2 separate regions of the Gossypium hirsutum genome follow, and region 1 is linked to region 2. A link is a contact called in public Hi-C data. All regions are on one chromosome and are shown on one strand. Each heading gives the region's core, a stretch centred on a gene start, on an enhancer-like site or on the middle of the called end of the contact. The rest is flanking DNA. Distances are from core to core; before and after follow the strand shown.

Evidence for each region. A called contact is a pair of places that touch in the nucleus more often than the background predicts.
Region 1: a Hi-C map of hypocotyl shows a contact between it and region 2, with 3 times the contacts expected there. The contact joins the promoter of LOC107952053 here to the promoter of LOC107942364 in region 2. A contact is called at or near these places in 3 of 34 Hi-C or Micro-C datasets (hypocotyl and leaf).

The regions. Positions count from the first base shown.
Region 1 is chrA02:28,083,563-28,089,726 of Gossypium_hirsutum_v2.1, forward strand. It overlaps LOC107952053, which reads left to right and starts at 4,464. Exons shown (of 6, transcript XR_005903601.1): 1 at 4,464-4,746.
Region 2 is chrA02:27,486,418-27,491,906 of Gossypium_hirsutum_v2.1, forward strand. It overlaps LOC107942364 (60S ribosomal protein L38), which reads left to right and starts at 1,736. Exons shown (of 3, transcript XM_016876016.2): 1 at 1,736-1,894; 2 at 2,970-3,153; 3 at 3,305-3,489. The coding sequence starts at 1,892. The coding sequence ends at 3,327.

The DNA of each region.
Region 1 (6,164 bases), core at 3,214-5,713, 600 kb after region 2:
TTCTCAACTTTCTTTGAGGATTCACTCATCTTTCTGCATTGTGGTGGAGTAATTGGAACATATACGCACATACAAAAATTCAAAAATGAGAAATATTTAGATCTTGATCAAAAACCGATTCTAATGAAGAGTATTTATAACTTATCAGCTTGAAGTGTACAACACGTAAATCAACATAATCTCATATTAAAATAAGAAGTTTAGTTCTCATAAGTAATAGTTTAGACATTAATTAGAGGCGTTCAATCAATAATTTCTAGCCATTATGCGCATAAATAACAAACTTTTACAAAAGTTTTTCAAACTCAATCAATAAAATACTGAGATATAAACTTATCAGTATTAGCAAAATGAATTGTCTTAATTGCATGATATGAAATTAATTATTTAAACAAGCAATCATGCAAACGACAAGTTGCAAGTTGATAACACATACGTGATTATTTTGTAGATGCATCTACCAAAATCATATAATATTAAAATCATCCACATTGTGGATGAATGAGCCCATATTCATTTTAGAAATGCAAGACATTAAATCTCAATTTTAGCTAGTGAGTTTCTAATAAGCAATTTTTATTGAGAACAAGCAGCAAATGAGACTTTTCTAAATTAAAGAATCTTCTAAGTTTTTAATAAATGTCCATATGAATTCTCAATTATGATTCAGGATGGTCTAGCTGGTCATGCCAATAGTAAATGCATTTGTATAAGTAAACTTCTAATTTACTTTAACATGCATTTCAATTGTACTAAATTGTAACAAATTGATAATTTTACTATCATTCCTTTTACTTTATATTTACATATAAGTACTATTGTGACATTTACTACTAGAAATGTCTAAATCAATGTGAAGTCTATAATGCCACTAAGTCAATAAATATAATTTTTAAATAATTATATGCAATATTCGTTTCAGGGAATATGCCAAAATCTTCAAATGCAAAGCATTTAGTCTAGTAGTATGATTCTTGCTTTGGATGCAAGAAGTCTCGAGATCGACTCAAAATCATTTAAAAACTCTTTTAACAAGAGTTTTGTATAATCAGTTATATCAATAATGACTGCTTAGGTCATGTATAAAAACAAGCATATATTAAATATATCAATAAACGTCACATCTTAAACATAAAAATATATCATAATAAAAAACTAGTAATTTTTTCATAACCATCATCATAAACATGTATGAAATTTAATTCAAAATCCAATTAACACATAGAACATTTCATTTATAATTTCTCATGTCACTTCTCTAAATAATTAACAAATAGAATAATATAAAATGTATGAACTAAATCAAATCTGAATAGCCATAAAATTCTTTGGTTTGTTAACATAAATTTGCATACTAGATATATTTTAATAAAATATATTATTTAATTATAAAACCTACTATAACAACTAAATAGTTTAATTAATATTCATTTTCATGAACAAATAAGATGCACATTTGAATCATGAAAATTTGAATAAGTTCCCTCTTGCAAGGTTCTCATCAGTAATAGTTTTCCACATTATTTTAATTGAGAACTTATTTTGAATACTATAAAGTTATACTCACAGTTTTAAAAATTTGTAACTTCAGGTGCATCCAACCATAACGAGCTTTAGATAGAATTACCATATTCTATTCCTCACATTTTTCTTTTAAATTATTCCAAAATTTAAGTAGATCTTTTACAGTCAAACATTTTGCTTTCAACCCCTTAACAGGGATGATGACAAATGAAGATCACAAAGATAGTTACAATCAATTCAATTTAATAACAAGAGTAATCAAAAACTCAATCCTCCCCTTTTTTTTTCATCTTTTCAAAATAGATATTTATAGCAATAGTGATTCATATGAAATGTAATTTTTTTCTCATTCACAATCTCAATATGAGATCCATTACGATGAATATCTTTTAAAACCAATGCATTAACAATCACAATTTTGTTCTTTTAGATATTGATATATTAACTCTTCTGGAGCATTCAACTAATTTTGTACTATCAAATATTGGAATAATATTTTTTTTGTTTTAGTACAAAATCATATAATTTTTTTTTATTTGTAATGATAGAATTCATTACTACATTCTCATATTTTTCCTCAAAGAATATTAACATAAACAAAATATTTGACCAATAATCTTTCATATCACATTGATAACATAAGTTATCTTTACCCTTTAAAGAGTTATCTTGAGAACTCTCATTGTTCTCTTATTTATTAATAAGTTCTCACTTTTAGTTGTTTATGATTATATATTTTATTTTCTTTATGTTGGCATTCACTTTGGGGAATGCAACAAATATGGTAGGACAGACTTCTAAATGTCTCCATTGATTTTTTATTTTATAATCACCATTGCAAAACATGCTTGGATTTCAAATCAAAATCTATCTATCATGATTAGTCTCCAATTATAATAAACATGATATAATAAATAAATCATTGTAAAATATACATGACATTCTTTAACATTATTATTATTATTATCATCCTGACTATTATCAAGAGTACTATTATAAGTAGTAAAACAATTTATTTTCGTAATAACATTTATAATACAATAGTAAAAAAATCATTTAATAAACAAAATCAAAATTTTCGTGTACGATGCTTGAAAGTTATCCTATACACATTGTACCAAACTTCAATACCACATATATGTTATAAAATCTTATGATGCTCTAATCAAATATTTATAAATTCAATTTAAAAGATATAATACAATAATTTTAAGCATATTTAATAATAATAATATAATCATTTAATCATCCAAATATCATACATACTATAATTTAATAAAAAAATCTTTAGTTTAAAAGAAACCTTAAAGTAATAATATTTTTTATAAAATAATTTTACCAAAAATCAATCAACAAAGGAGAAAAACATATCATGTAATGATTTTATAAATTTCTTTGCATAATGATTACCCATAATGCGTAGGCCTTAAGTGAAGGTCGAAATAATAGTAGCTCTAGAAGGCAATAGACAACAACTTGAGTAGCAAATTTGAGTGACAGGTTATTACATTGGTTGTTGCTTGAAAGGGGTAAGGCTTGGTGAAAGGGAAAAAAATTGACTTATGGAAAAAAATAATTAAAAGAGAATCGTGCTAATAACGTTTTATAAAATAAAAAGACAGAAAGTAAAGAATAAAGAAAATAAGAGAGAAAAAGAAAGAGCGTATTTATTAATCAATGAAAATATTTACAAAGCTTCTCCAAACTTATCTTGATTTTGATGAACATCCACTTAATAAGATATTTATATATTCATAACACTATCAACCAACGAGTTGTTTTTTGGGCAAATCCTTGATACCAATGATTTTATTTTGAAACTTTATTTCCTTTTCATTTTCTATCAACTTTCTTCTAAATATAATATTTTATAATCCTTTAATTGATAAAAAAATTGACTAAATCAATGGAAAAAACTTTAAAAAAAACTTTACATTTATTATTGTTGTTAACAATATGATATTTCCTTCGAGGTACATAGAAATAATCCTCGAAGTTGGTCCTTAAAATTGAAATTAAAATTAAATCGAGAGTTAAAAATATTACTTTGAAAAATTCAATTGTTTAATAAATAATTATATAAAAAATTATTAAAATTTATTTTTAATAAAAAATTGAAAGAATTAATTGAATTTCCTTTTGTTACATTGGTAATGAATTTTTTTAAAAATTTTATAAGCTAAATACAAGATTATTAAGTTTTTATTTATTTTTATTTTTTTAATTTTGAAATCCACAATGAGCAATACGTATCACTGATGACCTGATTTAGTGTCAAATCATTTACTAAATTAATTAAAACTAAAATTATGCTACCCAGAGTGAAAAATAATTTTTTAAAATATTAAAATATTTATATAATTTTATTATATATTGTATTTTTAAAATTTATATGTTCTATTATTTTTAATGGCATTTAGTTAAATTCTAACACTAACTTCTTACAAATATAAACAAAAAGGGTTATGTATCGAATTGAATAATTTTAACCATAAATAAAACAATTAATAGATATGAAATACCTCTATTTTAAAAATTGAAAGCTTTAGTTAGGAAGTTTGAAAATCAAATTGATAGAATTTAAAAATTTTAAGGGTTAAATTTATTGAATTATTTAGAATTATAATTAGATTGATAGAATAAGTAAGTATTGAAGACTAAATGTGTTATTATACCAATTAGAAAAAGACTTTATGTAATCAATTTGATGGTAGGTGATCAAAATAAAAAAGAATTCAAACATTAGTATCTAAATTTAAAATTTTTAAAATTAGTTGATCAAAACAGGAATACAAATATAGTTGAGTGAAGTTTTCTATAGTTTACCCTATTTTCAATATATTTTTTATTTTATTAAATAATTTTTTTAAGTAATTTTCATGGACTGAATTTGTCATGGAGTTTCGAGTTCTCGTGAAATCATCTCACCTAATAACAACTAACTCCTGTAAGAACTAAATAGTGAAAAAAAATTGCAGCGATGTACTACCAAAGAAAAAAAAAATTGCTGCGATATGGTGTTATGATATATATGAGAGTACGAAATGAACAACAAACGATAACAGTAAAAATATCTTTTAGGACTTTTTAAAGACAATGTGGGACTTTTGTTGGAAGGATTCTTCCCTGTTCTTCTCCGTATCTGTTTTTCTTTTCTTCCTCTAACCATAATGTCTCCAAATCTCCTCATTTCCTCATCGATTCTTTCTTCTTTTACTTCAGGTATTTGTTTACTTTACCTTGTTTTTTTCTTTTACATATGCTGCCATTTTATTTCTTCTTAGTTGTGTCCTCTACCCCAACAAAACAACACTAATCTCTGCTCTTTCCTCAGATCTTCCCAATTTCTTGGTTTTTACTCCAAATGGAGATCTGGGTATCGTTTGTTTTTGTGGTTCAGCCTGTAAATTTGCTTCTTTTATTGTTAAAAATGGAAGGTTTTGATATTCTTATACTACAAAAGTTACAATCATTTGGTTTGTTTTTGAAAAACGTTAAAAATGTAATCGAAATCTTATAATTTGGACTCTAGGTAGAAAAGAGAAGTTCCTTTAGGTGAGCTCATTAAGCTTGTAATATAAGTTTCCTTCTTAGATCTGCTCCATTTGATCAATTCTTGGTGAACAATTAGAATAGGTATCCGTTGCTTCTTTGATTTGGACTGCAAAATTGGTTCTCCAGATTTTAAGTGAATGTAGCAGGAATGTCTTCTTTATTGTATGATGCCTTTCTTAGAGAGTTGTGAAAGTCTACATCTTTTAGTCAGTAGGAATTCCATTTTGGGCTGTGTTCTTTTTTCAGAAAATACTGTAAAAAGAATAACTTTCTAATATTGGATAAGAATTCTCATAATTTTGGAGCTCTTTATGGCCGGTTATTGGATCTTGTCCCCTTTCCTTGATTTTGTTTGAATGTTGATTTGGGTGATTGATTTTGATTCTTTATGTTGTTGATGACTGGAATGGTACTTGGTACATACTTTTATGGAAATTTGAAATGGTGATTCTCTATCAAAATATGAGTACTTTGACTTAATTGATCCTGTTAATTCCGAAGAAACTGTGCAATAGGGGGATAAAGACGGCCTTCCTTTAGCATTTTTCTCACAGCTTTGGATTCTTATTCTCCTCCATGCCTTCAGATCCTTTTCTTTCTATTGTCTTCCGTACAAAATCAAGATGTGTTTATATTTACCCGGGTTTGAATGTGGTTGTTAGATAGATGTCTGGTTCGTGAACTTGTTTTCCTCTCTCACTGTCTGAATTTACAAGCATGCATATCTATATATTGAATGCCATATGCTTTCTGAGTTACAAGGAATACATTCCTATTGGCTAAGACTCCACTAAATTATGTCTAATAAGAATTTAACAATGGAAGTATGTTTGTATTGCTTTGCTTTCATTGTTTTAGTGAGTAGGGATAATTTTACCTTTTTACTTGATTTAATTAAAGCTATGACATTTATTTCCTTTCCTTTCATGAGTTTCACAACTTTCTAGTGGTTATCTTTTCTTGAATACCTTCAGCTTTTATCTTGAGATTTAATATTTTCTTGTCCTTCTGCCAGATTTTTTAAACCATGTTAGCCAAAGGGGTAGGGGCTTCAAGCCTTGGTTCTTTGTTTGGTTGTAGGTTAC
Region 2 (5,489 bases), core at 486-2,985:
AAACGGCATTAGTATTGAAGCCCTGTGCAGAGAGATATCCCAGTCGTAATGGGAAAAGGTCAGTGTAGTCGACCCCTGTAACATGAGAGACTTTGACTAATAAACTGTACTAATTGGCCCAACCAAAAATTCTAGAAAAAAATATATAGGTGGGGACATGAGTCTAGTTTCAGGGAAAAATCACAAAACTGATTTTCGAGTTGTGAAACTCAAGATATGATTTTTGAAGCGACTAGTACTCAGACTGGGCAGTGTCTGGAAAAATTTTTAAAGGTCTGTCAACACCTCGTATTCGACTCCGGTGACGGTCTCGGGTTCGGGGCGTTACAATTGAAGTAGTTTTGCAAAAGCAGAATAAGAATATGAAATCTTTCGCTAAGTCCCGACATTGATTATGAAAAGATATAATATTTTTTTGTGGTGAATGCAATAACTTTTAGATATATTATTAAATTGACAATTCATAAAAGATTTAACTTGCGTCTAATGGTTATTGTTACAACATTTTATGAATCACTATATAGTAAAGTTTGTATTAAAATCCTTGAAGGATTTAGGATGCTAGAAGCATATTGAAATTCTCGAAAAATTGTTCATTTATATGAATTGAAATAATTTAAACACATGTGGTAAATTTGACTTAGTGAATAGTAGTTGAAGGAGGATTATAAAATGATCCAAAATACCTATTTGCGCTTTTATAAAAGAATAATCATTAAAGTTTATTATGATTATTGTTGAATCTCCTAAAGAAATCAAATTATATTTTTCCCAAAATTTTCTCACTCATGACTTTTAAAAGAATGATGATATAAATGCTTAGCAATACATTCAAATAGTCATTTGAAAAACTAGTATTCAAGATTAAATACGTAGAATATGAGAAAATATGTGATGTTTTCATGGGGGGAGTAAATACGCGTTGCACTCTTTTTTCCTTAATTGAGGTTTTGTCCCATTGGGTTCTTCTGATAAGGTTTTGAATGAGGCATCATATTATGCGTATTATAGATTGTGTACTATTTTTCCTTCATTAGATTTTGATCCCATAGGGCTTTTCCTAATAAGGTTTTAACGAGGCACATTATCTACCAATGAATATTTAAGGAGGAGTGTTATAAATATCTTATTAAGTGGATGACCATCATGATCAAGATAAAGTTTTTACTTTAAATTCTAATAGTTATTAGAATTAGATCTCTACTTCTTTTATACTTTTTATGCCTATAAATAGAGATTCTGATAAAGTATTGTAATAATACATTTGATCAATAAAGTACATTCTATATTGCTTTCATATTTTCTTTGTTCTTCATTTTTTCCATCTCTCTTTATTTTATAACAATTAACAAATTTTTCACACTCACTCTTGGTCATCCTCCATAAGCAAAGCTTAAACCCGGCCCATTAAACCTTTGAGACTGATTTTATAATTTTAAGATAATAATTTTTTTATATTTATAATTTTAAGTATAATTGACTATTAAAATAAAATAAATTTTTAAATAAAAAACTAAGACTAGATTTGAATGTGTTTTCTTAATAAAAATAAAATCCGGTCTAATTTGGATTTGAGCCCGGTTTAAACCCAGATTTGAATGTGTTTTCTTAATAAATCTAAAATCCGGTCCAATTTGGGTTTAAGCCCGGTTTAAACCCACTCGTCTTCTTTCTCTAAGCTTCAACTATAACCAACTAAGCAATGTTATTCCATTTGTAGCCCAATAGTTAAAGCCTGCCCAATAAAAATTTATAATTTGCAAGGGAAAATTTCTAGGGTTTTGTCATGGGCCTCTATATTAATTGAATATAGAAGAATTAGGGTTTGGTGCTATATTTTTGTTTGTGTTTTACTGAAGTCAGGAAGCTCTCCACAAAGCTTCTATCGAAAATGGTAAAACCCGATTTTCTCTCTTCAATCATCTCCTTAGATCTCTGAATCTGTTCTTTTTCCGATGCTCTATCTGTCATTGTTGTATTTGCTGATGATAATTTATGCTTCAGATGCTTGTTCTTGGTTTGTGTTGTTCTGTTTTTTTGGCTTCCTTGTTCCAGATTTCAATTTTTCTTTTGAATTTGTGTTTAGGAAGGTAACTGAGGTGGTTTTTTTTTTTTTTTTTTGGCTTTACGTGTTCTAGAGATTTCAGAACTGTGATAACTATCACTTTCAGTTGATAGTTTTCTCAATTTGAATTATTCAATAATTTTTGGATGAATTATTTTGCGAACTTGTTCATGTACAAAGTATCATGCCTCTATTTGGCACAGGTTTTTTTTAAGCGCTTTGCTGGAACTTTGCAAGTTAATATAAATGTGTTTTTCTTTGTATTAAAAGATCAAGTTGTTTTGATGTTCTACAAGTTCTAGGATAATGAATTTGTAAGAAATTTCAATCGTTGTATCAGTTGTTCGTGTTTTTAATATGAATCGCTTGTCTGCTGTTGAATGATTTATTGTTTCCATCTTGGTGTTTTCTCCTTATAATTTGATCCATCTTAGGATTTCTGTTTGTATAGACTCTTGAATAATGATTTCTATGCTTGGGTCTGACTCTTCATTGGTATGATAGGTTGTACCATTTAAATGCTTTAAGACATTGTTATAAGGTTCATGCATCCTTATCAAAATTTTGAATATCTTTTAGCTTGTTATGTGAATCCAAGATATAGATACATACCAGTGCCTGGAGCCAATACCCAAGTCCATGTCACAAAGAAGTATGTAATGTGATCAATCAATTTATGTCCATTTATTTCTTAATTGCAATGTAATCAAAGGACTTGTATGGGTAATGAGAAAAAAAGTCAGTAGTAATTGGAATGGTCAGTGGAAATGAGATGGTTGAACCTGGCATAAAAGTTAAAGTATTTGCATATGTTGTTACTCAATCCTGTATCTAATGCTCATATGCAAACACAGGTTTATTTTATAGGTTTCTGTATTAAATGAATGTTTTTTCTTTTGTGCAGCCAAAGCAAATTCATGAGATCAAGGACTTCCTTCTCACTGCCAGAAAGAAAGGTGCATGCTCTGTAAAAATCAAGAAGAGCAGAGACGTTGTAAAGTTCAAAGTTCGCTGTTCAAAGTACTTGTATACACTTTGTGTGTCTGATGCTGAGAAGGCTGATAAGTTGAAGCAGTCTCTCCCTCCAGGTAAAAAAGCATACATGTTGCAGAGCCTTTTTCATTTTTGGATCAAACTAGCAGAATGAACAAATAAAATGTTAAAATCATAAATGCTAGATAAGTAGCAGAAACTAACCATTGTTCTTGACCGCATTTCTCTTTTGTCTTGGGTTTGCAGGTTTGAGTGTCCAGGACCTGTGAAAATAGGGCCGCTTTGAATTCATCATCCAATTACTAGGTGATGAAAGCTAGATTTTGACTTTGGTTTTATCATATTTCATGCCTTTCAAACTCAAAATTTACTGAAATGGAGGTCGAGTTACTTTTTAATGGTTAATGAATGTGTTTTGCTTTTGGTTGTCCTATGCTCTATGTTTTTCTCGTCTTCTGGAAAACTGAAGATCTCTCACTTGTTCTGCAAGTTTATGTTGTTTTGACTTGTGTCTATCCAGATATGAATATGGATATTTTCTAAATACGAAAAAATTGAACATATTCATATCAGATGCATAGTCGATTGATGAGCCAAGGAAGAAAATATTTTAAGTATATTTGGTTTGGATCAAATGTAGGTTTTATTTAAATTTTCTGTTTTGGTTGGGATGTTTTTGTTTTGGTTATTCTCTGTTAAATTGTTAATGGGTTTTTTTTAACTTGTGTTAGAACACATTTAGTCCTCAAAGTTGGTATATTCTATCAATTTGATCTTAATTCTAAATGTTTCAACAAATTTAACCTTCCACATTTATAAATTTAAACAATTTCGTCCTTAAACGCATATCAGAATTAAAACTAGTAAAACAGTTGATGGCGAAACTCTGAACTAGTTGAGGACTAAATTTCTTGTGTGCTTCTTCCAGTTGTGTTTTCAAAACGTCATCAGAAACAGTGAACCACTATTTTTCACATGCGAAAGTACTTCGACTACATTAAAATAACTTATTTCATTTTTTTTGTGAAGATGTGCTTCAAGATCAAATTGTTAAAATTGTAAAGGTGAAGGGTTAAATTTGTTGAAATATTTATAATTAGGATTAGATTGATATAATGTTAACTGTTGAAGATTAAATGTGTTAAAAATATTCATATAGATCATGTATGTCAAATATGTACTAAATTAAAATATAATGAATGTGTTTAGTTTTAAATATGATAATTATTTGCTTTAGGTAAGAAATTTTCTATAGTTAAATATATATTAATATAGACTATTTTAAATAAATATGATAAAGATGTTATACTGATTAAAAAAGAAGAAGCTATATTTATGACAAGTACAATGATAAATTACTTTAATTTTACACTAATGTAAGATGTATTTGGTTAAAAATATGAGTTAATTTCTGTACTTTGTAAAAATTAAGTTTTAGTTCATGTGAAGTTAAAAATTAAGTCCTCTTACTTTCTATATCTAAAAAACTTAGTCTAATTATTTACATTGTTAATAATTTGTCTCAAAATTTGTCAATTTGATATATTGATTAGGTTGTATTCATATTATATGACATATGATTGATAGAAAATAAATAAATTGACAAATTTTTAATAGAAACTATCAATAGTGATGATGATTGAATTAAGATTTTTAAATTAAATTTTAAACTTTTAAATAACTAAATTTCAAAATTAATAGAACTACATTTTCACTGTTGCATTAATGACGTTATTATGCGGCAGCACAAAAAAGAAGAAGAAGAAAATTTACTGCAAGATTAAATGCTTATTCTTTCGCATAAACTTAACCCTACGCTTGGATTCAAGTCGGAAAAGAAAGGAAATGATGTATTCCTTTGATTATAGTTAAAATGAGTAAAGAGAACAAGAAGAAATTAATCACAACTTTCCATTAGTTGTGGACAGGAAAACAAACGTATATCTTACAATTTTTTCAATTATGTACTTTTTCATATAAAATTGAACTTCTTTTTATGTATGATATGAGTAAATTTGAAATTAATTATTTTAAATGAGGTTGAAAATTAAAGAAAAACATTTGTTTATAAAAATTATTTTTCTAATCATTTCATAAAATTAAAAAGATAAATTTGAATAAATATTTTATTTTCCTATAATTACATGTCTTTATTCATTTTCTTTTTTTAATTTTTTTTATAAATTAAAACACATTTTCCCTTGAAAATAAAGGAAAAAAATTTAAAAATTTATAAAAACATTAAATAATATTATAAACATTAATTATACATTACAAATTTAATTAAAAAAATCAAAATATTCACAAAGTTAATTACATAAACACTGAAACTTAAAATGTTTTAAAATATTATCCAAAGGGGAATATTCATCTAACCTAAGTTAAAGTAATTATAAAACATTCATAAAGTAGACAAAAAGAAAACAACACT